Regions from separate parts of the Pan troglodytes genome. Here region 1 is linked to region 2. Evidence: chromatin contacts called from public HiChIP or PLAC-seq data. All regions are on one chromosome and are shown on one strand. Each heading gives the region's core, a stretch centred on a gene start, on an enhancer-like site or on the middle of the called end of the contact. The rest is flanking DNA. Distances are from core to core; before and after follow the strand shown.

Evidence for each region. HiChIP or PLAC-seq counts read pairs in DNA pulled down with a chosen protein or histone mark.
Region 1: an H3K4me3 HiChIP or PLAC-seq map of stem cell-derived excitatory neurons shows a contact between it and region 2, with 14 times the contacts expected there. The contact joins the promoter of PLEKHM3 here to the promoter of FZD5 in region 2. A contact is called at or near these places in 2 of 7 Hi-C or Micro-C datasets (induced pluripotent stem cells and stem cell-derived neural progenitor cells) and 1 of 1 datasets of contacts at active chromatin or transcription factors (stem cell-derived excitatory neurons).

What each region holds. Positions count from the first base shown.
Region 1 is chr13:110,274,760-110,280,315 of NHGRI_mPanTro3-v2.0_pri, reverse strand. It overlaps PLEKHM3 (pleckstrin homology domain containing M3), which reads left to right and starts at 4,112. Exons shown (of 8, transcript XM_016950390.4): 1 at 4,112-4,668.
Region 2 is chr13:110,002,543-110,008,686 of NHGRI_mPanTro3-v2.0_pri, reverse strand. FZD5 (frizzled class receptor 5) reads left to right here and starts at 2,648. Exons shown (of 2, transcript XM_063790696.1): 1 at 2,648-3,286; 2 at 3,557-5,940. The coding sequence starts at 3,812. The coding sequence ends at 5,569.

The sequences.
Region 1 (5,556 bases), core at 2,863-5,362, 270 kb before region 2:
TCGGGAGGCTGAGGTGGGAGGATCACTTGAGCTGGGGAGGTGGAGGTTGCAGTGAGCCAAGATCATGCCACTGCACTCCAGCTCAGATGACAGAGCTAGACTCTGTCTCAAAAAAAAGGAAAAAAAAAAAAGGAGATAGTTTTAACCAGTGGCACAGCAGATTCCTATTCTCTATACAACAAAATCAATTTCAGAAAAAAAATCATTAAGTAAAACAACAATAATAATAGTTTATCTTTCAGAAAAGAAATGCAGAAAGTGAAAATATTTTATTAAACTTTGTTCTAGTAAAAATTATTACATTACAAAAAAGGAAAATATGGATTAATGCTTTTTAATAACAATGATGTATTTTGTTTTTGTTTCTCATAAAAGGAAAATCTTGTAACTTTGTGCCTACATACTGGTTGGTCGCAGCAATGAATTACAGTTTGATAGCATTACAGTTTGATAATAATTACGAAACACCAACATGTTAAAAACAAGAATAAATTGCAATTGTAAAGATTTTATTCAAATTCACTACAATATTTCATGTAAAAATGAAAATTTGTAATGAAATTTTTGCCAATCAAATACATTCACTTTGTAGTCTGCATTGTTTCACTGTTTCATATTACAAATATCAAAAGCCCAAAAGGTCACAAAGGACAGAACTAAAATTAACTCATATTCTTATTTTTTCTCTCTGTAATCACTATTATTTCAAATCTACTGTTTAAACACAGGCATTTCACTAGGGTTGAAATCACAACTAGGCCGCCAAAGTGAGCTGGAACCATCTGGTCCATTATAAAGCTACTTTAAAAGGAGCCTGCAGGCCGGGCGCGGTGGCTCACGCCTGTAATCCCTGCACTTTGGAAGGCCAAGGCGGGCGGATCACGAGGTCAGGAGACCATCCTGGCTAACACCGTGAAAGCCCGTCTCTACTAAAAATACAAAAAATTAGCCGGGCGTAGTGGCGGGCGCCTGTAGTCCCAGCAACTCGGGAGGCTGAGGCAGGAGAATGGCGTGAACCTGGGAGGCGGAGCTTGCAGTGAGCGGAGATCGTACCACTGCACTCCAGCCTGGGCGACAGCAAGACTGTCAATAAATAAATAAATAAATAAATAAATAAATAAGGAGCCGGCATCGCTGAGTCCTGTGTGTTGGAAACTGAATGTATAACTGCAAATTCTTGTAATTTACTTCCATGTAGAACACTGGGTTTGCTGAAGGATGAGTAATAAAATGTGCTAAGTTGAAGTTTACATGCACATTATTAAAACTCAGTAACCTCAGCAATTGTTCAGATTTAGGCCAAATATGTTTTTCAGGGAGGAATATTTTGTCATTGACTTTGTTTACGTTTGCTGGCACATGGTGATCAGCACAGCCCAACTTTCCGTTGATTTTATTATTGTTCCCACTGCCCTACCCTTGGTCTACCACTGGCTTTAATAATTCTGGGAGGCCAGACACGGTGGCTCACACCTGTAATCTCAGCACTTTGGGAGGCTGAGGTGGGACAACTGCTTGAGACCAGGAGTTCAAGGCCAGCCTGGGCAACATAGTGAGACCTTATCTCTATTTTTTTAAATGGAAAATATGTATAAAAACTTTTCCTTCAGCTCTCATTCCACTCCGACCACTTCTTTTCTCAATTTTTATAATGCCTTTCAAACTTTAGTGTGTATAGGAATCCCCTGGAGAGATTGTTAATGCTCCTGTTTCCCCACCCCCAGAACTTCTGATTCAATAGGGTGACCCAACATGTGCATTTCAAACAATCATTTGCATTTCAAACAATATTCCCAAATGATGTTGATGCCGCGTGCAGGTTGTGGATCACACTTCTAGAGACACTGGTCCAGAACTCAATAATTTAGAACGTATATTCTGTTGCTTTGTTCATTCTATGAAACACGTATCTCTTTCACTAGACTGTGTTCATTAGACTGTGTTAGAACACATGAGACTGTGTTCATTAGATATGTGTTTCTATGAAACACATATCTCTTTCATTAGGGCAGGAATCTTGTTTCACACTCCTCTATCCTGTGCAGTACAAGAGTGCCAAGAAATGCCCATAGGATACGTGTTAATTGAGGCTTGGAGGTTTGCACATTTTCTCCATAATTTAGATGCGGTAAAGATTATGTGTTTGCAGCAGTCTCTTCCAGTAGTACCAGCTCTAGAAAATTTCCTGGCACTGGCTCTGAACTTAAATGCATCTGGAACCCATGAGGTGTGACCATGCAGCTTTATGTTCACCTGTCTTGGGAGGACAATTCTCTATGGGCCTCAGATTTTCTGAAAACACAATTTTATAATAAGACTTTTTCTTTGGTCTCCAGACTGTCCCTAAATTGGTGCAGTCCTGAGGCTGAGTGATGCAACTTGATTATAAGACAGTGGTCTGGGTCTAGGTGGCCATACTAAGTATAAAATACAAGTTATGCAATCAATTTCTAGCTTTTTTTTTTTTTGACATGGTCTCACCCTGTTGCCCAGGCTGGAGTGCAGTGGTGCAATCACAGTTCATTGCAGCCTCGACCTTCTGGGCTCAAACAATCCTCCCACATCAGCCTCCCAAGTAGCTGAGACTACAGGTGTGCACTACCACATCTCGCTAATTTTTAAGTTTTTGGTAGAGATGAGGTCTCACTATGTTGCCCCGGCTGGTCTCAAACTTGTGGGCTTATAGCTTTATATTTTTAAAAGGAGTGATAGGATACACGGCTTCAGTCAGCCCACTGAATGCCTAATCCCATTCAGTATGAGTCATGGTACATTCAGCTGGCTGTATATGGCCTGATGGCCTTCTCTCCAGGGCAGCTAAAGGCAACAGAATACACACCCAATCCATGCTGTTACTCTGCATCTACTGAAGCCCATGCTTCCTTCTCCAAACAGTAGAGAAAGTCCCCAGTTTTCTTGGGGATCATAAATAATTGGAACAATTCCACCCACCTATCTCTGTGCTGGCATATCTGGAGTGCTGAGACACTCTAATTCTTCAACTTCTTCTTTGGATAGACCCTCTGTTCTCTTTCCCACAGGGTCTTGAGAAGACAGGAGGCATCGCTAAAGCTTGTGTGTGTCTACTTGTGCCTTGTGAGTCTGTTATTGTGTAAAGATGCTCTCAGAGGGGGAATGAGAATGTGCTTCTAGTTCTGCCCCTAAAACTAGAAAATTAGTCTTTAATCCCATAGGAAAAGAGACCTGGCCCCTTACGCTGATCTGAGAAAATATGGAATATAGGTAGTTCCCAAATATACTGGACATAGGAACCTCTCAGGGAATAAACTTTGGTTGATAAATTGCAAACAGGCAGCCAGGCGCAGTGGCTCACGCCTGTAATCCCAACACTTCGGGAGACCGAGGCAGGCAGATCATGAGGTCAGGAGATTGAGGCCATCCTGGCTAACACGGTGAAACCCCATCTCTAATTAAAAAAAAAAAAAAAATAGCCAGGCGTGGTGGCACATGCCTGTAGTCCCAGCTACCCAGGAGGCTGAGGCAGGAGAATCACTTGAGCGACAGAGCAAGACTCCATCTCAAAAAAAAAAAAAAAAAAAAAAAATTGCGAACAGGCATGGAGGAGCTGGGGTACAGTATTTTGAATCACTATACACAATGCAACAAAGATTTATTAAGCACTCAGGTCACAAACATTATACTGGGCACTGAGGACAGGATGGTACAACAAAAATAGGCATAATTATTGCTTATGGAACATGTGGTTATTCTCATGAAGCTTACAGTTTCACAGCAAGGTAATTATTAACATAAAAGCATTCTGATAAGTATAAACGTTTAATTACTGTAAATGCTGTGAAGAGGAGCATATGGTGCTATAATTGCATGATATAGACGTCGTCAACCTAGAAGGGGCACTAAGGGACAACTTTCCTGAAGGGCTGACTACTGAGCTGAGAGCTGAAGGATGAGTGGAAACTACTCGGGTAAAGAGTGTTCTAGACAGAATGATATGCAAAGGCCCTGTGGCAGGAATGAGCATGAATTGCTCATGGCATTGAAGAAGGCTGCAGTGGCTGAAGCAGACGCTAGGGGGAGCATGGTACAAGATGTTGCTAGGGAGGAAAAAAGGACCAGACCATGTCTGGGTCTCTTACATCACAGTAAGAATTCTTATGAGCAATAGGAAGCTACTGAAATGCTTAAGCAGGTTTCTGTTTTGAAAGAGTTACTCTGGCTATTGGCTGTTGCAGAGTTAATGGATTGGAAGGGCCAATAGTGCTGCTAGGAGGTGATTGCAGGACAATTGCAGTCACCCAGAGGAGAGAAGATGGAAGCTTGGTCTAGGGTTGGGAGAGGGGAAATGAAGAGAGGTAGACAGCTCTGCACAGAAGAGTTCCCTGTATGTGATGCAAGCTTCTAGGAGAGCTAAGCATTTGAAGCCTTTGTTATAAAGCTAACTGATTATGGAACAGTAGTTTTAATTTAGGTGGCCGTATTAGGTTTGTAAGCATGTGATTGACTTCTAGCTTCATATTTTAAAAGTGATAATGGGACAGGCAGTTTTTCTAGAGAAGTGGAGTCCTGGAGAGTGAGTAGAGAAGCCAGCTCAAGGAGAAATTCCTCAGGAGTGCCATTCTGCTTTATCACCACTGAGTGCTGCTGTTTCCAATGACAAGTTCCCAAGAAACCAAAGGGCCAAGTAAGGTAAGAGGAACAGTGGCGGGGGAGCGGGGGGTTGGCAGGGGGCAGCGGGGAACCAGCTTAGAGTTTTAAAAAGTGGAGAAGACAAAGATGTTTTCTAATTTTGGAAACCTGAGTCCTAAGCTGCAAGGGTCCAAATCAAATTTTTGGGAAGGTCATTTTGTAATATGGTAACTTCTTGCTTTACTGTCAGCATCTCTAAAGACAGTCCCCAGTAATAAAGGGGCCAAAAGAGGCTTTTTTAGAACCATTAGTGTACCCCCTCCTGTACAGTCCCATTAGCGGGCCTTGTTAAACCAACCCAGACAAAGAGCAAAGATGCCCTAGTTAATGGAGAGTCTCCGATAATTACTCTGCTCAGCCGCTTCTTTTAGGGTCTGAATGGTCTTTAAATAATGTTTCTCTTGCTGTGGTCGCAGACAATGACCTAGCAGTCTGCTTTAAGCGGTGCCAATCCCATTAGCCGAAGAATAGCAAAGCTCTGTGTGTGTCTGCGTGCCAAGGAGCGAGTGTGTGTGTGTGTATGTGTCTGTGCGTGCATGTGCGTGTGGTGAGGAGCTCAGCTTATGGCAGGGATCAGGCTTAATGTTGCTTTCTTCCTCTTTTCCTCCCTTTCTCTACACATCCATCCCTCCCAGGAACCAAACATACCACTGTGTCTATTGGGTCATCTGCATGTTGAGTGACAACCTGCCCTTACTGAAAATGGAAACAGACTCCCTTAAATGCTTGCGGACGATGTTTCTCATTCCTACTTACTAAACACTTCTCTGTAGGATGTGATTCTAAACATGCCCCTGTCCTCTAAGAACTTCACGTCCCAGAACCACAATAATGCAAACAATGTAAAGTCACCCCAGTAAATGTGTGCCATTCAGGGTGGAAAATGTT
Region 2 (6,144 bases), core at 1,399-3,898:
TGCTAATGTATTATAATTAAGTTACAATAAGCAGTGAGGACGACCAGAGGTCACTCTCCTGGCCATCTTGGTTTTGCTGGGTTTTTGCCGGCTTCTTTACTGCGCCCTGTTTTATCAGCAAGGTCTTTATGGCCTGTATCTTGTGCTGACCTCCTATCTCACCCTGTTGACTTAGAATGTCTTCACCTCCTGGGAATGCAGCCCAATAGGTCTCAGCCTTATTTTACCCAGTCCCTATCCAAGATGGAGTCACTCTGGTTCAAATGCCTCTGACAGAACCGTGTGAAATAACACAAATATTCTGGCTAAATTCCAGTGTGAGTGATTAACATTCTCCAACTTCACATAATTTTTATTATTAGCCAACACTTGTCCATCCCCAGTAATACACACGTTGCATAAAGAGCACAGAATGAGATGGGCCTCCCTTGGCATGTTCATAGTCTGCACATACTTTCCACTGAGGGCTTCCCTTTCTTGCTCACTGCTATGCCCACAGCTTTTCAACTCCCACTATTTTCAACCCCGGGATGCTTCCTGACCCAGAGTGGCAAGTAATTCCAAAACACAAGAGATAAAATATGAACACCTGTAGAATTCCAGAGAAAGAAAGATGTAAGGTATATTTATTCATTTATTTAATTATGCATTTTAGAGTGGGGGGTCTTGCTATGTTGCTCAGGCTGGTCTGCAAACTCCTGGGTTCAAGCCATCCTCCCACCTCAGCCTCCCAAAGTGTTAGGATTACAGGCGTGAGCTATGGCGCCCGGCCTTTTAAACGTTTATTAATAGTTTTGATATCTGCGAAGTGATTGATATTTGTTCCTTTTTAACTTGGAGGCTGGGATTAACACACGTGTTCTTCATTATTGCCCACAAAGCGTTGTTGATACGCAGGAGGGGAGTGGCACTTCCGCAATTTATTCTTCCAACCTGTGGCAATGGGATCCCGGACAGGAGATGGACAGTAACCCGCGGTTGATCTGGATCTAGTCCAGTTAGTCCAGTCCCTATCCCTTCAAGTGTCCCCAGGCCCTCTTGCCTATTTTCGCCCTTTGCCCAGTGGAAGGAAAAGTTTGGGGAGAAGGAAAAAATTTAAACCCTCTTCCTAGGCGTGTGAATGTATTTCAAGTATGCTAAATACCTCAGTCTTCCAATCTAATTACAACACATAGAAAAGAGGCATTTTTAGGACATTTAAAACTTGTAGCATAATTGCGCAACAGAAGAGCGCCGCCGTGTCCCCGCCATCGGTGCGCCCTCCGACCCCCCGCGGCGCGCAAGTGCGCGGCTTAGCAGCAGGCAGCCGGGGACGGAAGGGGACGGGGAGGCCGGCGCCCTGCCCAGCACAGAACCCTGGGTCGGTATCGCTTCTCTCTGCGGGCGACTTCGGAACTGCCTGGGATTATAAACCTCGACCAATAAAGGACTCACATCTTTCTGGGTCTTCTAAAGGCAGAAAGAAATCCATTTTCTTGTCACAACAAGATTTTGTTAAGAGATGCAAAAGTAAAGGTCGAAGCCAGGGAGGCTGCGATGGTATGGGGGGAGGGGCGGCTACGATGGTGAGTGCCGCTGACCAACTACCTGGGTTCGAATCCCAGGGTTGCCATTTGGGCGGCTACTATGTGCCAGGTGATCGGAAAACGGAGGTGAACTTGCTTGCCGAGGTCGCCCTTTCTTGGGGGAACTGTGATTAGCTCGGTTGCCTTGGCCAAGTCTCAGTCTCGGTTTCTTCACCTGTAGGAAGTACCTGCCTCAGAATTGTTGTAAGGAGTGAGATCTTGTCTTAAGATGTAAACGGGCCGGGCGCGGTGGCTCACACCTGTAATCCCAGCACTTTGGGAGGCCGAGGCGGGCAGATCACGGTGTCAGGAGTTCGAGAACAGCCTTACATGGTGAAAGCCCGTCTCTACCAAAAAATACAAAAATTAGCTAGGCGTGGTGGCGGGCGCCAGTAATCCCAGCTACTCAGGAGGCTGAGGCAGGAGAATCGCTTGAACCCGGGAGGCGGAGGTTGCAGTGAGCCGAGATCGCGCCACTGCACTCCAGCCTGGGAGACAGAACAACTCGTCTCAAAAAAAAAAAAAAAAGGATGTAACCGATTAACACTTTGTTGGGCACACAGTAAAGGGCTCAGTAAGTATCCTCTCTTCTTTCACACAGATCCAAGACAGCGCAGAAGGGAGACAGCCACGCCTAAGAATGATTCCTTGAGCAGTTCTTTCAAAGAAGCACTGAACTCTGTAAGGACGCTTAGCTGCAGGCAGAAAGGGCAGGGGCCCTGGGAGCAAAGGTGCATAAGCCAGGAAGTTACAGGAGCGAGTCCTGCACCCAGGGCGCGGGCAGAGAACTCCGGAGGGACTTCTGGCAAGGGCTTCCCGCCCGGGTGCCCAGAGCGGCATGATTAGCATTCGCCCCGCCCCCATCTCCTCCCGGCCCGCGATTTGTCAGCGCTCCTTGGCCGCCCGCTCCTGGAGGGGCCAGAAGGCGCCGGGGGAAAGGCCGAGCCCGCGGGGCAGTGGGCGGGGACGCGCGGAGAGCGTGGCGAGGCGGCCCACCAACCGCGCCCGGGCCTGAGGGGGCGGGGCCGGGGCGGGGCTTCCCGGCGGGCATTAGAAGCAGGTGACCCGGGCGGGGCGGGAGAGGGCAGCCAGCCTGCGGCCGTGAGTCCGCTGTGGTCGCCGCCGCGCGCGGTTCCGTGCTCGCCAGAGGTGGGCGAAAGGGTGCGAGAGCGCGGGGGAGGAGCCGAGCAGGGCACGTCCCGAGAGCGTCGCCACCGCCCCCAGGAGTCCACTGGAGCGCGGAGCCCCCTGCAGGGGAGGAAGCGAGCGGCGGGCGGGACGCGGCGGCCGGCGCTCACCATGCAGTCCCGGCCCGGCCAGCGCCGGCTGCTCGCGGTGCTGTGAGGCGGCGGGGTCCCACGGCCCCCGCCTCCCGCGTTCCTCCCGCCCAGGTGCTGCCAGGCGCGCTCGCCCTCCGTCCGGCTCCCGGCCCCGGGGAGAACGCACGGCCTGCCCCTGCCCGGCTCCGTCTGGATCATGCGGGGGGCTCCCGAGGAGGAGAGGGCGAGTGACCGGCCTGCGCCGCCCCTGTTCTGGGGGCGCCCCCCACTCTGAGTCGCCCCCACCTGCTGCCATGTGCCGCTGCCACGGGTACCCAGCCTGTCGCTAAACTTTCCGGGCGCCAGCCCGGCTCTGAGTCGCGCTTCTCAGCGGAGTGACCCAGGGACGGAGGACCCAGGCTGGTTGGGGACTGTCTGCTCTTCTCGGCGGGATCCGTGGAGGTGAGAACCTTCCCTTTCTCCCTGTTCTTCTCCCGGTTCCTGTGCCCTTTTCCGGGAAGCTGAGGGTTCTGGTCTCCGGGCACTGCCTGAAAGGCCCAGCTTGGAAAGAGAGGGTGGGGGAATCAGTAGTTTGGTTACAGGAGGCGGAGCGGGGAGGAAAGGAAAGGGGTTAACTTAAGAGATTTGGAGACAGCTCGCGGGGACCGAACTGTTGACGCCTCTCCAACAGGGAGTGGTTGCAATCTTTCTTCTCCCCCTTCTTTTTTAAAGAGTCCTTTCCCTGGAATCCGAGCCCTAACCGTCTCTCCCCAGCCCTATCCGGCGAGGAGCGGAGCGCTGCCAGCGGAGGCAGCGCCTTCCCGAAGCAGTTTATCTTTGGACGGTTTTCTTTAAAGGAAAAAGCAACCAACAGGTTGCCAGCCCCGGCGCCACACACGAGACGCCGGAGGGAGAAGCCCCGGCCCGGATTCCTCTGCCTGTGTGCGTCCCTCGCGGGCTGCTGGAGGCGAGGGGAGGGAGGGGGCGATGGCTCGGCCTGACCCATCCGCGCCGCCCTCGCTGTTGCTGCTGCTCCTGGCGCAGCTGGTGGGCCGGGCGGCCGCCGCGTCCAAGGCCCCGGTGTGCCAGGAAATCACGGTGCCCATGTGCCGCGGCATCGGCTACAACCTGACGCACATGCCCAACCAGTTCAACCACGACACGCAGGACGAGGCGGGCCTGGAGGTGCACCAGTTCTGGCCGCTGGTGGAGATCCAATGCTCGCCGGACCTGCGCTTCTTCCTATGCTCTATGTACACGCCCATCTGTCTGCCCGACTACCACAAGCCGCTGCCGCCCTGCCGCTCGGTGTGCGAGCGCGCCAAGGCCGGCTGCTCGCCGCTGATGCGCCAGTACGGCTTCGCCTGGCCCGAGCGCATGAGCTGCGACCGCCTCCCGGTGCTGGGCCGCGACGCCGAGGTCCTCTGCATGGATTACAACCGCAGCGAGGCCACCACGGCGCCCCCCAGGCCTTTCCCAGCCAAGCCCACCCTTCCAGGCCCGCCAGGGGCGCCGGCCTCGGGGGGCGAATGCCCCGCTGGGGGCCCGTTCGTGTGCAAGTGTCGCGAGCCCTTCGTGCCCATTCTGAAGGAGTCACACCCGCTCTACAACAAGGTGCGGACGGGCCAGGTGCCCAACTGCGCGGTACCCTGCTACCAGCCGTCCTTCAGTGCCGACGAGCGCACGTTCGCCACCTTCTGGATAGGCCTGTGGTCGGTGCTGTGCTTCATCTCCACGTCCACCACAGTGGCCACCTTCCTCATCGACATGGAACGCTTCCGCTATCCTGAGCGCCCCATCATCTTCCTGTCAGCCTGCTACCTGTGCGTGTCGCTGGGCTTCCTGGTGCGTCTGGTCGTGGGCCATGCCAGCGTGGCCTGCAGCCGCGAGCACAACCACATCCACTACGAGACCACGGGCCCTGCACTGTGCACCATCGTCTTCCTCCTGGTCTACTTCTTCGGCATGGCCAGCTCCATCTGGTGGGTCATCCTGTCGCTCACCTGGTTCCTGGCCGCCGGCATGAAGTGGGGCAACGAGGCCATCGCGGGCTACGCGCAGTACTTCCACCTGGCTGCGTGGCTCATCCCCAGCGTCAAGTCCATTACGGCACTGGCGCTGAGCTCCGTGGACGGGGACCCAGTGGCCGGCATCTGCTACGTGGGCAACCAGAACCTGAACTCGCTGCGCGGCTTCGTGCTGGGCCCGCTGGTGCTCTACCTGCTGGTGGGCACGCTCTTCCTGCTGGCGGGCTTCGTGTCGCTCTTCCGCATCCGCAGCGTCATCAAGCAGGGCGGCACCAAGACGGACAAGCTGGAGAAGCTCATGATCCGCATCGGCATCTTCACGCTGCTCTACACGGTCCCCGCCAGCATTGTGGTGGCCTGCTACCTGTACGAGCAGCACTACCGCGAGAGCTGGGAGGCGGCGCTCACCTGCGCCTGCCCGGGCCACGACGCCGGCCAGCCGCGCGCCAAGCCCGAGTACTGGGTGCTCATGCTCAAGTACTTCATGTGCCTGGTGGTGGGCATCACGTCGGGCGTCTGGATCTGGTCGGGCAAGACGGTGGAGTCGTGGCGGCGTTTCACCAGCCGCTGCTGCTGCCGCCCGCGGCGCGGCCACAAGAGCGGGGGCGCCATGGCCGCCGGGGACTACCCCGAGGCGAGCGCCGCGCTCACAGGCAGGACCGGGCCGCCGGGCCCCGCCGCCACCTACCACAAGCAGGTGTCCCTGTCGCACGTGTAGGAGGCTGGCGCCGAGGGACTCGGCCGGAGAGCTGAGGGGAGGGGGGCGTTTTGTTTGGTAGTTTTGCCAAGGTCACTTCCGTTTACCTTTATGGTGCTGTTGCCCCCTCCCGCGGCGACTTGGAGAGAGGGAAGAGGGGCGTTTTCGAGGAAGAACCTGTCCCAGGTCTTCTCCAAGGGGCCCAGCTCACGTGTATTCTATTTTGCGTTTCTTACTGCCTTCTTTATGGGAACCCTCTTTTTAATTTATATGTATTTTTCTTAATTTGTAACTTTGTTGCATTTTGGCAACAATTTACCTTTGCTTTGGGGGCTTTACAATCCTAAGGTTGGCGTTGTAATGAAGTTCCACTTGGTTCAGGTTTCTTTGAACTGTGTGGTCTCAGTTGGGAAAATATATTTCCTATACGTGTGTCTTTTAAAAAAATGTGAACAGTGAACGTTTCGGTTGCTGTGACTGGGAAGTTGTTGGGTGTGCTTTTTCAGCCAGCTTCTCCTTCCACTGCTTAAAGTGTCCATGATTCTTTAAGGTGAGCTGCAGTTTATAGCCCCAGGTCATACCTAGGAGGGGAGCAT